Regions from separate parts of the Mus musculus genome. Here region 2 is linked to region 1. Evidence: chromatin contacts called from public Hi-C data. All regions are on one chromosome and are shown on one strand. The core of a region is the stretch at or near the end of the contact, and the rest is flanking DNA. Distances in the headings are between cores, read along the strand shown.

Region 1 (2,813 bases), core at 154-2,653:
GGGCTATTGAATAAAACTGTCTCAATTGGGGGTGGGGGGAGGGCGTGGGGGGGAAGCTCGGGAATGGTGCAGTGAGTGAAATGTTTGCTGCACAAGCAAAGGGTCTGACTTTGGATCCTTAGCACTTGATTAAAAAGATGGGTGTGTCCTTAACTTCAGTGCTACACGGGGAGGTGTGTACATAAATCTCAGAGGCTGACCAGCCGGGTAGTGTGGCTGAAACATAAACTTCAGGGTCAATGGTAGACCTTACCTTGAAATAATAAACAAACAAACAAATGAAGTGGAGAAGTGACTGAGGAGGACACCATGGTCACCTCTTGCATCCACCTATACCTGCATCCCCCGCCCCTATTCATACATACATGTACCACACACACATGTAGATGAGCCACAGTGAGGTTGCGAGTCCCTCGGCATGATCCTGCAGCATATGTGACAGCTACATGCTGGCTGGCCTCAAGGAGAGACGTGGGCTGAGGATGGAAGATTTTGTTGAGAGCTAGATCAGCCAAGGGTGTGCTTGGAGAGGTGAGTCCCTGAGCCGCAAAGAATGGCAGAAGCAGTCCCTCAGCCTGCTCCAACAAGTGAGCGGCCGGGCTGTGTTGAAACAACTGACTGCAAGCAGCCAATGGGGAATGGAGGGCTCATGTCCACCTCTGCCCTCACTCCCTGGCATCCTCTCAGCTCTTATTCTGAGGTCCTGGGTATCAGCACTCAGGCCCCAGCCTGCCTGCATTTACAGCCTCTCACCGAGAGAGAGCAGAGCCGTTGACCTCACTGAGCAAGGTCAACCATGAATGGGTGCGGAATTCACACCCAAGACTCCCTACCTCCAGAACAAAGGGATCAAGAGACAAAGCTCAACTGCTTTTTGATCTCTCAAATCTGTAGTCTCCTGTCTCTAATTCTGACCAGCAATTGTAGACCCAAGTTAGATTTCCAGACCTGGGGAATCCCTCAGACTCACAGTTCACCCTCAGCCTCTAAGAATACCTGAGCCCTAAGTGCCTCTCTGGGGCCTGAGCCTGTGTCTCATACCTCCAGAGTCTGGCTGGTCCTGCCTTCCCATTGTCAATGGCTGTTTTCCTTGGCTCAGGAGGGAGACAGGTGATCCCACCTGGTTGATTCGGGCCCGGGCCTGTCCAGTCTCCCAGACGCTGTGAGGCTTGGCCTCCTGACTCTGCTGGGCTTGGCACTGCTTAGCTTGCCTTGGCTCCTGTCTGCCAGGCTGGGCCCTGTAATGACGAGTGGCCCTTTTTCAGAATGTTTGTCCAGTCAAGGTTGACAACATTTCCAAGCCACTGTCTGTTGATTTTCTTGGGAAGTCCTGGCTCTCTGGCTTTGTCTCCTCTGGCGGGGTGGAGCCCCACAAGGAGGGTGGGGGAGCCGGCTGTGTTTACAGAACCCCAGTCTGAAGGCTGGTAGCCATGCAGGCTGGGACGAGGTGAGCGGGTGACAGCGTTGATTCCATGAGGTGGCCTTGAGGAGTCTAGAAAGTGTGTGGGAAGGGAGTGATAACCACAGTGTCAACTCTGTGACACCAGGGATGGAGCCCATGGTCTTGTACATGCTGTGCAAGGGTTCTACCACTGAGCTACATGCTCAGCCCAACAATCAGGACGGGAACAAGAACATAGTGAAGTCTTTTAAACTTCATTCATTCATTCATTCATTCATCTGTTCATCTAATCATTCACTGGACAAGAATTCATTCAATGCATAGTCTATTGCAGCCTCTGATCTGAGCCTTAGGGACACAGCAGAAACCATCTGGTTTCACACTCTACCCTCCTGGAGCTTACACCAAAGTCTCAAACAATGTGGTCCCAAAAGTGTGGGTTACACACACACACACACACACACACACACACATACACACACACACACACACACACACATACACACACATACACACACACATACAAACACATACATACACACATACACACACATACACACACACACACACACATACACACACATACACACACACACACGCACACACATACACACACATACACACACACATACACACACATATACACACACACACATACACACACACACACACAAAGACTGAGAGAGAGAGAGAGAGAGAGAGAGAGAGTTTAAATATTATAGTAGCCATAGGAACAAACTGAGAAACCTTTCATTTAACACAGTGTAACAGGCTATCATCCACTTGGACAGAGTCAGCATTGCCAGGCCACTGTGCACTGAGCTGTTGGGTTTGGTTCTGGTTCTTGCTGAGCTGCAGTGGTAGGATACCTGTCTATCTGGACCAGCACCCTGAGACCTGGTGGCTCACGTTGACGGTACAGGATCTGGACAGAGAGGGTGAGTGCCACGCAAGGGAACACTCGGCTGTCCACCTCACCGTGATTTGTGGTCTTTGACAAACAGGGTGCCTGTGAGACTGGGTCAGGGCGCTGTGCAAACCACTCTAGGGGGACGCAGCAGGATGGAAACTTCCTGAAACATGATTGGCAGTGGGAGTGTCCCAGGAGGGCTTCCTGGAAGCAGTGGCAGGGTAACAATGCCTAGCAGTGAGGAAAGGGAATGAGGTACAAGGACAGAAGGAACATGAAGTGCAGATGGGGTGGAAGGCAGGGAGGGCAGGGATAGGTGTAATGGAACTAGGTCCTTTGAAGCCACAACAAGGCTCCAGAGGCTCAGTCAGTAGCCATTGTCTCTCACCCCAGGACCTCCCACCCCAGGTCCTGCCTGGATGCTAAGACTAAGCCCTTTGTTGGTGATTAGCCAGGTATGGCCATGCGGCTCAGGTTTGGCAATGAGACAGGGGAAGTCTC
Region 2 (2,799 bases), core at 115-2,614, 97 kb after region 1:
GCGGGCATTCTGCCATGTCACTGTGGAAGGGAGTGGCAGAGCCTGTGGGTCAAACAGAGAGGCAGCTGGTATTATTACAGTATCTATGGTGACCTGAGTGTGCCCAGCACCTACAGTGGCTCAGCTCTGCAAGCACCCCACTCCTCCTGGGCCAGAACCATGTCCCATGCACTGGGATCACAGCTGGGAGCCAAGGCCAGGAAAATCTTGTGTGAGGAGAAGAAGGAAACCGATAAATGAGAGAAATCAGGAATACAGAGAAAGGCCAGAGATGCCAATACAAATCTGTGTTCCCACTGTTGGGAGGCTGAGGCAGGAGGATCACCAGTTGGAATCCAGCCTGGGCTTCATAGATAGAGCCTCTATTAGAAAGAGGGAGGGGCAACCGAGAAAGGAGAGAGAGAGAAAGAGAGAGAGAGAGAGAGAGAGAGAGAGAGAGAGGCTGGAAGCTCCACGAGTACAGGGGCTAGCACATGCCAAGAAGTTTGTCTGGTTAGCATGAAAACCAGCAGAGAGATCAGTAAGGCTGCACAGGGCAGGAGTGGGGGGGGGGGGCGCAGCAAGGGGACGGGCTTCTGCTGTGAAGCAAGAGCCCCAGGGTTTAAGGAGGAAAGCCAGGTTGAGTTTTCTTTCAGAAGAAGGCCTGGCTGCTCCCCAGGGAGGTATGATCAGAATTGGGGAGAGCCTTGAGAGAAGGGCGGTGGCCCATCTGACAGACTCTGTTCACTCTAGGGGGTAGAGCAGGGAACGAGGCACACAGCAGGCTGCATCCATTTTGAAAACAGAACCAACCACAGATAAAGATGCAAAGCAGGGGCCAAGGAGACCGGCTGTCAATAAAATGTGTGCTTTGCAAGCAGGAGGTATTAAGTTCAATCCCCAAAACCCACATTAAAAACAAAACAGAAAAAAAAAATAGAAAAACAAAAAAACAGAAGTGACACAGTGTAATTCTAGCATATTATAGAGGCATGCCTACCACACACACACACACACACACACACACACACACACACACAAACACACACATACACCACAAACACGTATACAAACACACACATACAAATATGCACACATACACCACACTCACACACAACAGAAATAAAAAAGGGTCACATGAGAAGGGCCCGTTGGACATTAGTTCATCTGGAGGCCCTTGGATTGGATCCCCACCCCCACCCACCTCAAGACACAGCTCTCTGCTCACAGCTGCCTCTCAGACATCTAGATCTCTCCATCCTCTAACAAACACCAGGCAAAGTGCTTAAGGACCGCTGTTTATTTTATTTCTTTAATGAGAAAACCTTCGCGTTCCTCCCGAGTTCAGCTGTGTTTATTTACACTGGGCCTGGGCTCTGGGCCTGCTTCAGCCTGAGGTCTGACAGGCTGAGGAGCCCCAGCGCCGGCAAAACACAGTCCTTAGAACTCTATAAAGTAGACTCTCAAAATAAATACTGCCTAATTCGCTCGGCAGAGGTGGATTAAGTCAAGATGAATACAATTTAGAAAGGATTTGCTAAGGAAGTGGGAGATTTTGTTCCCCCACTGGGGTTGAGCACCAGAATCTTTTCTCCACCTTCAGACTTTGACAGTTAAAGCTATTTGGTTCTTATGACTAATGAAGAAACGGCTTGGACTGGAGCTTCCAATCACGATTGATTTTTTTTCTTTATTTTTTTTTTTAATTTTATTTTATGGTACTAGGGGTTAGAGGTAACTTCCCTAGGCCATTTCCCCCATCCTGTAAGGCATCTGCTATTGTTTTGGGGTGAACCAGGAAGGAGCCGGAGATGCTTTGAAAGAGTCACGCAGGTGAATGACAGTCATGGAGCCTCCGGCAGGGGGTGGTACCCTTTGTCATCTTAATCCCTTGTAATAGCGTTACCCCAAGCAGGAGCCTGAGGCCTGTGCTTATACGTTTTCTTGGCATTAAAGGCTTCTAGCCAACAGAAAATATAGGTTTTGGTGACTGCTAGAGGTTACCTGAAAAGCATCATTACGTTCTTTCTTTGAAGTCGCCGCTCGCTGTCACTTGGAAAAGCTGTCTCCTTGTGGAAATCCCCCCTAGCTTGGGTTAAGGGTTAGGGGGCCAGTTAAAGGCTTAGAAAGTGCCGCCTGCTCCCTTGGCAAGCCCTGTCCCTGCTCCCTACCCACCTGCCAGAGGGGGACCAGAAAAGAGAAAAAAGGTTTACTCACCTCTGAAAACCGAAGGGAGCCGGGTTGGAATGGGGTGAGAGGTTCTTTTGTTCTCTAAATACAGGGGCTGTGCTCTCAGTGGTCCTGGTGAGAAAGGTCCGGGTGCCCGGGAAATGAGAACAATGGCAGGGGGTTCCTTTTCTAGTTGAGAGGGTGCACCGGGCCCCCAGCGCCCACCTGTGCGTCACGCCCTTTAGTCTCCAACAATAGGGGTTTTGAGCACGTCCAAAGGTTGCTAGGATTCCTGGAGCCTCCGGAGATGAAGTGAGACTGGCGGGCATCAGCACTGACGTCGCCACGCTTGATTGACACTGCAGTGGACTTTGGGGCCCCTTTGGGGCCCCTCTACAGAGCTCAGGCGGGAAACCCCCACTAGGACCTTATTCTAAGTAGGAACATAGAGCTAAAGGGTCTCTCTGGGGACACCGTGGGGTCACTTGGTGGAATATCACTCAGTCATGAAGAGGAATGGAGCCGTGTCACGTAGGGCAACGTGAAAGCTGCAAACGTGGAAGACGTAAGAGAAGAGGGCGGAGCCTTGTGTGGCTTCAGAGCGTGAGTCCAGGGAGCTAGGATGTGGCTGCTGGTGACCTGGGGAAAAGC

What was found. Hi-C and Micro-C count contacts between places; a contact is called where the count stands out from the background.
Region 2: a Hi-C map of uterus shows a contact between it and region 1, with 1.7 times the contacts expected there. The contact joins two enhancer-like sites. A contact is called at or near these places in 1 of 39 promoter capture datasets (macrophages), 4 of 484 Hi-C or Micro-C datasets (the AML12 cell line, embryonic stem cells, nephron progenitors and 1 more), 2 of 115 datasets of contacts at active chromatin or transcription factors (the HPC-7 cell line and pancreatic cancer cells) and 2 of 9 other capture datasets (adipose tissue and pancreatic islet).

Annotation. Positions count from the first base shown.
Region 1 is chr2:165,642,993-165,645,805 of GRCm38.p6, forward strand. All of the region lies in intron 1 of Eya2 (EYA transcriptional coactivator and phosphatase 2), which reads left to right. Among named protein-coding and RNA genes, the nearest start is that of Eya2, 49 kb to the left of the region's middle. Within about 2 kb of position 1,404, at least 32 of the 459 cell types and tissues checked have an H3K27ac peak or open chromatin away from gene starts, as enhancers often do. A contact at or near this core is called in uterus, where this site is marked.
Region 2 is chr2:165,739,882-165,742,680 of GRCm38.p6, forward strand. All of the region lies in intron 9 of Eya2 (EYA transcriptional coactivator and phosphatase 2), which reads left to right. Among named protein-coding and RNA genes, the nearest start is that of Gm29993, 9.7 kb to the left of the region's middle. Within about 2 kb of position 1,365, at least 33 of the 459 cell types and tissues checked have an H3K27ac peak or open chromatin away from gene starts, as enhancers often do. A contact at or near this core is called in uterus, where this site is marked.